3 separate regions of the Mus musculus genome follow, and regions 1 and 3 are each linked to region 2. Evidence: chromatin contacts called from public HiChIP or PLAC-seq and promoter capture Hi-C data. All regions are on one chromosome and are shown on one strand. The core of a region is the stretch at or near the end of the contact, and the rest is flanking DNA. Distances in the headings are between cores, read along the strand shown.

The links. Promoter capture Hi-C pulls out the DNA fragments that hold promoters and counts their contacts. HiChIP or PLAC-seq counts read pairs in DNA pulled down with a chosen protein or histone mark.
Region 1: a contact with region 2 is called in a promoter capture Hi-C map of liver, with 2.4 times the contacts expected there. The contact joins the promoter of Oasl2 here to the promoter of Acads in region 2. A contact is called at or near these places in 3 of 39 promoter capture datasets (the 3T3-L1 cell line, liver and stem cell-derived epiblast-like cells), 1 of 484 Hi-C or Micro-C datasets (nephron progenitors), 2 of 115 datasets of contacts at active chromatin or transcription factors (embryonic stem cells and intestinal villus epithelium) and 3 of 9 other capture datasets (adipose tissue, liver and pancreatic islet).
Region 3: a contact with region 2 is called in an H3K4me3 HiChIP or PLAC-seq map of embryonic stem cells, with 29 read pairs. The contact joins the promoter of Rnf10 here to the promoter of Acads in region 2. A contact is called at or near these places in 25 of 39 promoter capture datasets (the 3T3-L1 cell line, 3T3-L1-derived adipocytes, the C10 cell line and 17 more), 17 of 484 Hi-C or Micro-C datasets (CD4 T cells, the G1E-ER4 cell line, the HL-1 cell line and 7 more), 20 of 115 datasets of contacts at active chromatin or transcription factors (the 230-238 cell line, the SCID.adh cell line, bone marrow-derived macrophages and 10 more) and 5 of 9 other capture datasets (adipose tissue, embryonic stem cells, liver and 2 more).

What each region holds. Positions count from the first base shown.
Region 1 is chr5:114,894,845-114,898,415 of GRCm38.p6, forward strand. Oasl2 (2'-5' oligoadenylate synthetase-like 2) reads left to right here and starts at 2,090. Exons shown (of 6, transcript NM_011854.2): 1 at 2,090-3,018. The coding sequence starts at 2,821.
Region 2 is chr5:115,117,943-115,121,312 of GRCm38.p6, forward strand. It overlaps Acads (acyl-Coenzyme A dehydrogenase, short chain), which reads right to left and starts at 1,404. Exons shown (of 10, transcript NM_007383.3): 1 at 1,283-1,404. The coding sequence starts at 1,328.
Region 3 is chr5:115,271,546-115,275,102 of GRCm38.p6, forward strand. Rnf10 (ring finger protein 10) reads right to left here and starts at 1,350. Exons shown (of 17, transcript NM_016698.2): 1 at 712-1,350. The coding sequence starts at 868.

The sequences.
Region 1 (3,571 bases), core at 840-3,339, 220 kb before region 2:
TTGAGTTTTACTATATAAGCCTGTAAAAAATTTTTGCTGACCGTCGAGACTCCTCTACCCTGTGCAAAGGTGTATGAATTTCGACCCCAGAGCTCTGGTCTCTGTGCTTTCATGTTGCTGCTTTATTTCGACCCCAGAGCTCTGGTCTGTGTGCTTTCATGTCGCTGCTTTATTAAATCTTGCCTTCTACATTTTATGTATGGTCTCAGTGTCTTCTTGGGTACGCGGCTGTCCCGGGACTTGAGTGTCTGAGTGAGGGTCTCCCCTCGAGGGTCTTTCAGCACCAGACATGAACATGGTGCACAGACATGCAGGCAGGCAACCTGCTCACATTTTTTTTTTTGGCTTTTCAAGACAGGGTTTCTCTGTGTAGCCCCGGCTGTCCTGGAACTCACTTTGTAGACCAGGCTGGCCTCGAACTCAGAAATCCTCCTGCCTCTGCCTCCCAAGTGCTGGGATTAAAGGCGTGCGCCACCACGCCCGGCCCTCACATTTTTAAAAGAGAAATAAACCTTTAAAAAAAATTGTAATGGAAATCAGAAAAGGGAGATGTACTCAGTGTGGCGACCTTGTTAAGGACCAAGAGATCAAGCAGACCTAGACCCCTCCCCCCAAAGGCCATCTCTGGGGTCCTGAGGTGAGATTAAAGTCTGAATAACAGACAGCATCCCCTTCAAGCTGTGGTCCCGGTTCACCATCGACCCCCTCCTTGCCTGGGCTTCGTCTTATCCTGAAGGCACTCTGACAAGATGTTAGACTTGTGTGAAATCTGTTTTTAGGAGACAAGATTTCCCTCTGGCTGCCCCCCTTTCCTCTCCCAGCATGAGATTTTTGGGGAAATTACCATTTCTTTGGGACCCATCATTTCAATTATAGTAGTCTGATGGGTTAAGAGACACAAAGTATATGTTTAGACTATCTTCAGTTTCCACCAGACTACTTACAACGTCATCTGACACCTGAGGCATGGCACCCGGGACCCACAAGCACAGGACTCCTTCCTCAATGTTTCTGGGGCTCTGTTTCAACTCAGTGACCCCTTGTTGACATGGTCTCCTTGACCCCAATGGCCATCCACCTTTACACAGGTGGACAGGAGAGTTAACACGTTACTTGGTTATTTTGTAAGCAAGCTTACTAGTAAATCCTTACTAGCATCTGTGTCAAGCAAGCACCTCAAACCTCAATCCAAGCTTCCTTCTTCTGAGAAGAGAGAATCTCAACTGAGAAAATACTTCCATAAAACTGGCCTTTAGCCGGGCAGTGGTGGCGCACACCTTTGATCCCAGCACTTGGGAGGCAGAGGCAGGCAGATTTCTAAGTTCGAGGCCAGCCTGGTCTACAGAGTGAGTTCCAGGACAGCCAGGGCTACATAGAGAAACCCTGTCTCGGGAAAAACAAAACAAAACAAAACAAAACAAAAACTGGCCTTTAGGCAAGCCTGTGAGGCATTTGCTAAATTAGTGATTGATGGGGGAGGGTCCCGCCCCCTTCCCCCCCCCCCCCCCCCCCCGTCCATTCTGGGTCATGCCAACCCTGGGGGGGCAGTCCTGGGGTGTATGAAAAAGCAGACTGAGCAAGCCATAAGGAGCAAACCAATAAGCAGCACACACTCATCCACCGCCTCTGTTCTTGAGTTCCTGCCCTGACTTCCCTGCATGGTAGGCAATCTCGAAGATGCCACAAAAAAAACCTTTCCTCCGCTGGGCGGTGGTGGCACACGCCTTTGATCCCAGCACTTGAGAGGCAGAGGCAGGTGGATTTCTGAGTTCCAGGCCAGCCTGATCTAGAGAGTGAGTTCCAGGACAGCCAGGGTTACACAGAGAAACCCTGTCTCAAAAAACAAAAACAAAACCAAACCAAAACAAACAAACAAACAAAATTCTTCCCCAGGACATGGTATTTATAGCAGAGATAGGAACCCTAACCAAGACAGGATATATAGATGTGTTTCCTGGGTAGTGTGATATGAAAGTTACTATTTGTGGTGACTGTGGCAAAAGTTGCCTTTTAGGCATGAAAAAAAAAAAAAAGCTTAGTCAGGAACCTAATCCTACACCCAAGGCTGCACCTGATAACCAGAACACGTCACTCACTGAAGATAACTAGACAGAAAACATCGTGAGACTACCTCACGCTGTCCATTGACCAGGAGCAATCCTTTGTGCCTCACATCTTTGGGACTGCGGTAGGCATCAGAGAAATGTCACCTCGATGGGCCCTGCAGCTGGAGAGTCTGACCCTGGATATGGCCTTCAGCTAAGACACCTGCACAGATGATGAGCAGCCTCGGGGAGACTAGCTGAGGTCGGTAGTTAGGAATGTGGAGTGTGGATGTTGTGACCCTCAGCATAAGCAGGAATAACCTAGCCTAACCCTATCGCTCGAGACGCCACTAGTAACGGAGACACTATGCGTGATTAAGAATGAAATAAATGCATTTGCCACTGCCAGATCACCAGGCAGATGAGATTATGTGGCCAAATCGCTGCCACTGAAACTGCTGAATCTTACTCTGTTGTGGTAAACAACATCCTGTGCTCACAACAGAGCCGGTGGGGAGACTGCATCCTTAACTCCTGTTCCCTTCTGCCTTGAAGAAGGTAAACTGGATCTCCCTGCAGTTTCACTTTCAATTCTTGTCAAAGCTTGGTTTCTGTTTCCAGTTTCTCCAAGGAGGGAGGGGCAGAGCGCTTTTCTTCTTTCCATGCAACTCTCCATCCCATTGTCTCCTCCAGAGAACGCTGCAGGAAGCTTCTCCCATCAGAGCTGAGCAGAAGCTCAGAGGATTTATCTAGAGGACAGGCTGGCCCAGCTGAAATGGACCCGTTCCCCGACCTGTATGCGACCCCTGGGGACAGTCTAGACCACTTCCTGGAACACAGCCTTCAGCCCCAGAGGGACTGGAAAGAGGAAGGGCAGGATGCCTGGGAGAGAATCGAGAGGTTCTTTCGGGAACAGTGCTTCCGTGATGAGCTGCTCCTGGACCAAGAAGTCAGGGTGATTAAGGTGGTGAAGGTAAGCACACAGGGTTCTGAGTTTAAAGCTCACCTCTGCCCTGTGGGGCTTGTGAACTTGAGAGGTGGGCCATTTCACCCCCTCTGAGTCTGTGTCCTCTTCTTAAGATGGGTTTAGTAGAAGCAGTAAATGGGATAAAGCATAGAAAATTTCTGTGCATTTAAAATTAGCCTTGCAATGCTGAAGGACAGAGGTGGTAATGATAATTTGGGATTCTGGTTCCTGAATGGACCATAGTCACCGGTTTCCATAAAATGTGTGCCTTTGCTTCCTGTCTAAGAAATAATACTTGGCCAGGCGTGTGTGGTCCTGCATGCTTTTAATCCCATCACTCAAGAGGTAGAGGCAGGCAGATTTCTGAGTTCGAGGCCAGCCTGATATAGAGTGAGTTCCAGGGCAGCCAGGGCTGCATAGAGAAACCCTGTCTGGAGAAAGGGAAGGGAAGGGAAAAAGGGAAAGGAGGAAAAGGGAAAGGGGGAAAGGATAGGAAAGAAAAAAAAAAAGACTACTACTTTACTTCTAAGTGAAGGAAACCTATTGTTCTCTAAGTTAG
Region 2 (3,370 bases), core at 154-2,653:
GAACAAACGCTGAGGTAGCCTGGAGTTCAGGCTAGCCTATGCAATAAGTCAAGATTTCATTCATCCCAGGGTCTGGAGGAATGGTTCAGCAGTTAAGAGCACTTGTTGCTCTTTCAGAGGAACCAGGCTACAGAGTGGCTAATTGTCTGTAATGAAAGGTCCAGAGGATCCAACACACTCTTCTGGCCTCTGTGGGACACGGCACACTTATGCAGGCACACATGCAGGCAAAGCACTCATACAAATAAAAATAAAAATAAACTTTTAAGAAAAAAAAAGAGCACCACTCCACCCCCCCACCCCCCACCCCCCCACCCCTGTCTCAATAGAAAAAAAAAAAAATGTATTGATACAATGTCAACAGAGTGTTACAGAAAAGCCCAGGCTAACTGAATGCTTAACTGCTCGCTAAACACTTCCTCCATATAATCCCATTTACAACACCTCGGAAATGGATTTTAAGTTTCACTGGGTCTGGGGTCTGGGAGTTCTATAAAATGTGGACAAGAACAGAACTCAGCTCCCGGCAGTGGAAAGATTAAAGAAGTACTTAATGGCTTATTTAACACTGATCTAATTGTTAATGTGACTCTGGATTAGCCAAAGGAAGCGGTGGCCATAGTGTCAGGGCTGCTGCACAGGAGAGGAAACACTATTAAAAATAAGTATGCCGGGCGTGGTGGCTCACGCCTTTAATCCCAGCACTCAGGAGGCAGAGGCAGGCGGATTTCTGGCTGGTCTACAAAGTGAGTTCCAGGACAGCCAAGGCTATACAGAGAAACCCTGTCTCGAAAAACAAAACAAAAACAAACAAACAAAAAAGTAAATGCTAACGTTAAGAAAACACGTTAGATGCCAACCACGATGCATCCTGTGATTTAATAGAGCTCTGAGGATGGAAACAGTTGACACTTGGACCACTTGATGCAGAGAGGTTGAGAGTTATGTCCAAGGTCATAGGTCGGAGTTAAATGCCAAGCCCCTCCCCCCACCCCCCGCCATGAAGGACCAACTCACCCAGAACCTCAGCTAGGACTGAAATGGCGTAAGGGGTGTGGATAGGGCCGCATAAGGGGAGCTGGCGATGAGGGACCCGCGGGAAAAGCGCCGAGCAGGAGCCCGGATCCCTCAGAGTCTGGGCCTTGCACCGGCCAGAGGCTACCAAACTAGGACAAAGGCCACGCGCAGCCACTGGGTGCTGCCCACTCGTCTGCCCGGGGCCACAGCAGGACCGGCCGCCAGGATCTCCGCCCTGTGACCCGCCCTGGGGCTCCGCACTCACCTCTACGGAGAGGGCCACGGGCCCGGGCGAGCAAGGCGGCAGCCATGGGCACAGACCTCCAGGACCTCCTGCAGCAGCTCTGGAGTTCCGGACGGCAGGGGCAGGGCCTGGGCCACGCCCACACGGCTGCAGGGGCGGGGCCGGCGCCGAGCCCGGGCCACGCCCACCGGGCCGCAGGGGCAGGCCTGAGACAGGCTCACGACCTAGGGTCCGGGCCTCACCCAGGAAGTCAACTTAATTCCAGCGACTTCTGAGCCTGAGGCAGAATTGCAGGTTCTCCCTGTATTACGGAGTAAATTCAAGCCCAGCTTGGGCAACTTTGCAGTATCTTCAAAATGAAAGTTTAAAGAGGGCGTGAGGAGGTCCTCCCTGCCTAGCAGACATAAGGCGCTGGGTTCAGTTTTAGGGAGAGAAGAGAAGAGCTAGCACCTACTCCTGCCCACCCACTTCTGCATCCTGTCAGCTGTCAGCGTAATCCCTGGCTCCCTGACCATCTTTGCTCGGCCACACAAGGCAGGCAGCTTTTGCCCTCTTGCCTGGATTTCATGCTACCATTCCTAGCCCACAGTTTTACATCCAGCCTTTTATTTTACTTATTTATTTACTATTCATCTCTCACACTAGTCTGTGGATTCCAAAAGGGCTGGAAGGGGGCTGGTGAGATGGCTCAGTGGGTAAGAGCACCCGACTGCTCTTCCGAAGGTCCAGAGTTCAAATCCCAGCAACCACATGGTGGCTCACAACCATCCGTAATGAGATCTGACTCCCTCTTCTGGAGTGTATGAAGACAGCTACAGTGTATGTACATAAAATAATAAAATAAATCTTTAAAACAAAACAAAACAAAAAACAAAAAGCCTGGAAGGCTCAGTATCTAGCCCATTGCATGGGGATGCTGGGCAGGAAGATTCCCTCCAGCCCTCAGATGTGAATGTGAAACAGAGCTACTGTCTTCTGCACCTCGTGGGGGGGGGGGGGGCAGAGCCCTGCTGGGAGTAGGGGTACTGCCCATTAACTCCAAGGGTTGAGGGTTGAGTCCTAGCACCCTCAGAACAACTTCGCTCGGTCCCAGAGACTGTCAGTGTCATTAGCTCCCTGGTTTACATGCACCCTACATATCTGCTCACTGAACTTCACAGCCCACCACTACCTAGAAAACAATACACTGAAGAGAGGGTGGTAGTTTAGACTGCAAATGATCCCATCTGTCCATTTCTTCCCCCACCCCCAAAGTCTGGAACTGCCTTTAAAGGGGGGGGGGGGCTTTCAAATAACGTGCTGACTCTTTGCCCAATCCTCTGGTCATCCATCCGTCTTCCCTACCTGGTCACCAGACAGAACCGGATGGAAGACGAAAGAGAGACACTGGAGCCTGAGAGGTGGTGCAGAGGGTAGACTTCACATGTGAGCATGACCTGAGTTGGAACCCCAGCATCCATTTGACCTGGGTGCAGGATTCCATCCGATGGGGACTGCAAAGACAAGGATTCTGGGAGCTCACTGACATCCAGTCTAAAGGGGCTGGTGAGTTCCTGCTTCAGTAAGAAAAAACTGTCTCCAAAAACGAGACAGCTGCCAGGCTCTAATGGTGACATGACTTTAATCCTAGACCTGGAGGCAGAGGCGACTGGGTCTCTGTGAGTTCCAGGCCAGCCTGGTCTACAAAGTAAGTTCCAAAATAGCCAGGGCTACACAGAGAAATCATCTCTCAAAAAAACAAAAACAAAAAAAACCCAAAACAATAGATGACCAGGCCAGGTGGTCCACAGGGCCTGGCTAGCCTGGAACTTGCCATTAAAGACTAGAGACAAGCCTTGAACTCACAGAGTTGAGTGTGGGAATTACAGGCAGGTGCCACCACTCAAACCCATGTCTTTGAAGGTTTGTTTTGGTTTGGTTTGGTTTTGGTTTTGGTTTTTTAAGGGGCCTGGAAAATGGCTCAGTGAGCAAAGGCACTTGCTGCCAAGGCCGATGACGTCAGTTCTATCTCCAGAAGCTGCCTGGGGCCATCTGCAGCCTTCGACATGGTGGCCAGCTCTGACTGGCAGTCAGGCTGCCCCTTTATTTTTATAGGTTTCACAGAACAAT
Region 3 (3,557 bases), core at 100-2,599, 150 kb after region 2:
TTATTATTATGTTATAGTAATACTAAGAAGCCTGACTACACACATCACTCTCTCTCTCACACACACACACACACACACACACACACACACCATGAAAGCCAAGCCCATATAACCTACCGCACACAAACAGGCATAATATTTAGGCAAAAAGTTGTCAAGTACTCTAAGCGCTTAGCCCATTTACTTAATAGTGTGTATTAGCAAACTCAAGGACTGAACCTAAATGAACTGAATGCAGGGTCTGCATGCTTTACTATCACGCCGAGCAACGCCATCCCAACATGAGTCCTCTTAAACAGAGGAGCAGACCCGGTGCCAGATTTAAGTCTGAAAATCCTCGGGCCTCACCCTCTCTTATTCAAACTTGAATGCCACCCAAAGCTAATCCGACACTAGAAGAGAAAACAAAGTCAATTGTTTTAGAGCCTGGACCGACGGTGAGTCACACAAAGCCAGGTCTTGAGGCCTTCTGTGAGGTGCTTGCCACCTGGATGACCTTAACCCTTTCCAAAATCTCAGATCCCTCATCTGCAAAATGGGGCTAAGAATAGCGCCTACTTCAGCCAGCTGTTTTGAATATGAATGCAAGGGCCCAAATTAACCACGCAGCGCAGATCGGCTTAACCGTAAATACTGGATGTCAGTGCAAGCGGAAGGTGGGTCGTTTGTCCCTCCTCCCCCAAGTGACCCGGCAGACCCGCCGGCTCTTACCACTCTTGGGTTTAGACTCGCCGGCCGGCCCCGCCGAGGCGGAGCGGGGCGGCTGTTGCCCTTTGCTGCTGCCCGAGGAGGCGGAGGAGCTGTTGGAGCCGCTGTTCTTGTCCATGTCGGAGGCGGTGGCGGCGGCGCTGGGGGAGCTCTGCGGCATCAAAGGGGGCCTCGGCGGCGACGGCGGTCGGAGCGGAGCGGGCGCGGCGGGGACCCAGGCTCATGGCGTTCAGGGCCGGCGGGGGTCGGCGGCGGCAGCGGTTCTCGGCCTTCATGGCGACATTTTTCCTTGTTTCCTTCCTCAGCTTCTCAAAATGGAAGGAGAAGCGGCAAGGTGGGGTTGTGGGGCCCAGAGGCGGCGGTGACCGAAGAGGAGGACGAGGACGAGGAGGAGGAGGAGGAGGAGGCCGGGGCTCGGAGGTCCGGGCCGGGCCTGGCGGGGCAGAGGCTGCGGGGGAAAGGGAGGCGCGGGAGGGTCGCGAGCCCCGCCGGCCGGCCGGACACGCTCTCCCGCCGCGGGGCAGGAGAGAGGGCTGGCTGTCTCGGTGCCGGGGACCGGGGTCTCCGACACAGCGACCGACACTCGCCTCTGGGCCGAGGCCGAGCTGCTCCGGGAATGGCGACGAGTCGCCAAACAGCATCTCCAAGAACCCGGATGGACTATTTATATAGTTGCCAGGCGGGCGTGGTGCATTCTGGGAAGTGTAGTCTTTTACCTACATCCGGGTCCTAGGGGAGGGACCGCTTGTGCCTGCCAATGCTTTTTTTCTCTCTTCCCTGTTCGAGGTTTCTTTTCCTTCCCGCCTCCCTAGCGGGTTCCTTCTTTTTGAGACAATGTTTCATTTTGTAGTCCTAACGGGACCTGAACTCTTTGTGTGCAACAGTCTGGCTTCCAATTCACAGATATTCCTCGCCAGTGCTTGGATTTTTTTCTTTTTTTAAAAAAAAGATGTGTGGGTGTCTGGCCTCCTACAATACCAAGCAAACACGTGGTATACAGACATACTCATATAGACAAAACACCCATACACAAAATTTTTTAGAAAACCAAGTGGAGTGTGATGGCCCACCTGCAATTCCGGTGCACCGGAGACAAGAGATCTGGAAATTCCCAGAACAAACTGGCTAGCCAGACTAGCTCAAATGGTGAGTCTACCTAGCCATTCTGTGAAGAATGTGGAGAGTCTTGGAGGAAAACACTCAATGGCAGCCTCAGAACTCCATGTACACCTGTGCATACGTGTAAGATTTTTCATACACGTATGCATGCCACATTCATATATAAAGATCGGTAAGAAGCAACATTCGAAACACCAACAAAGAGAAACAACATAGTACAGTTAAGTAAGGAGATGCTAATCAAACACGTTTCAATAGAAAAGCATCCCAGCTTGAGAGGGATAAAAGAGGACTTCTTAGAAATGCTGTGTCATGTGACACACACAGGACGAATGGAATTTGGGGGGGGGGGGCTGTTAGGGATCAAATCCAGAGCTCCATGCTCACAATCTAGTTTTCTACCTCTAAGCTACTACCTCATCTAGCCGATGAGTGGAATTTTAGCAATCGTGTATGTAGGAGAACTAGAGTGGCTCATGCCTGTATCACTAATACTCAAGAAGCAGAGACAGAAGACGGATGCCAGTGGTGCACATCTTTAATCTCAGCACTCAGGAGGCAGATGCAGGTGGATCTCTGAGTTCAAGGCCAGCCTGGTCTACAGAGCAAGTTTCAGGTCAGCTGGGGCTACACAGAAAAACCTTGTCTCAAAAAAATAAATAAATAAACAGAGACAGGAAGTGCAGAGTGTAAGGCTAGCATGTGCTACATAGTGAGACCATGTTCCTTATAAGAGAGAAAAAGAATAAAAGCAGACAGTGTAGTGTAGTCACAGGGCCCTTGCATGGGCAAAGTTCTGATTTGATCCTCAGTATCATAAATGGGAAAGGAACAAGAATGTGCGGGCCAAGCCAGGCAGTGGTGGCGCACACCTTTAATCCCAGCACTTGGGAGGCAGAGGCAGGGCAAAAAAGAAAGAAAAGAAAAGAAAAAAAGAAAGAAAGAAAAATGAAAAAAGCAGGAGTCAGACTCTTATTTGGTTCCTTATTATCATATAGTATATGAGATATTATTTAGTATGGAAGGAATCAGTTTAAAATGACATGGAGATCCATAGAACTATAACTTGGGGGGGAGGGGTTTGCTAGAGAGATGGCTCGGAGGTTAAGAGCACTGAATGCTTTTCCAGAGGTCCTAAACTCAATTCCAAATCACAAACATGGTGGCTCACAACCATCTGTAAGGTGATCCACTGCCCTCTTCTGGTGTGTCTGAAGATAGCTACAGTGTACTCACATATATAAAATAAATAAATCCATTTTTAAAAAGGAACTATAATTTTTCAGTTTTTTGGTTGTTATTTTATTTTTGTGTTTACACATGTTTTACCAGCTAGTATGTCTGTGCCATGTGTCTCTAGATACCAGAAGAGAGGATTGTATACCCCAGCACTGGAATTAAAGCACCATATAGGCTCTGGGAATCAAACCCAGGTCCTCTGGAAGAGTAGCTAGTGTTCTTAATTGCTGAGCTATCTCACCTGAAAGGACTCTGGCTAGCCTGAGTGTGGTGAGCATGGCTCTGGCAAGCCCTGCCTTCTCTCCCTATTCCTTCTGCCTTTCTAAAAACCATGAAATTATCTTCCTAAAGCTAGCCCCCAAGGTCTGTTTCCTTATTTGGCCACATCCTGCTCCTGAGGCTGACTACCAAGGTCCAGCTATCAAAGTATTGAAGTGAAGAAATCAGAAGCCTCCTTTGGCTCAGCTAATTAACATGCCCACGCCCACTTA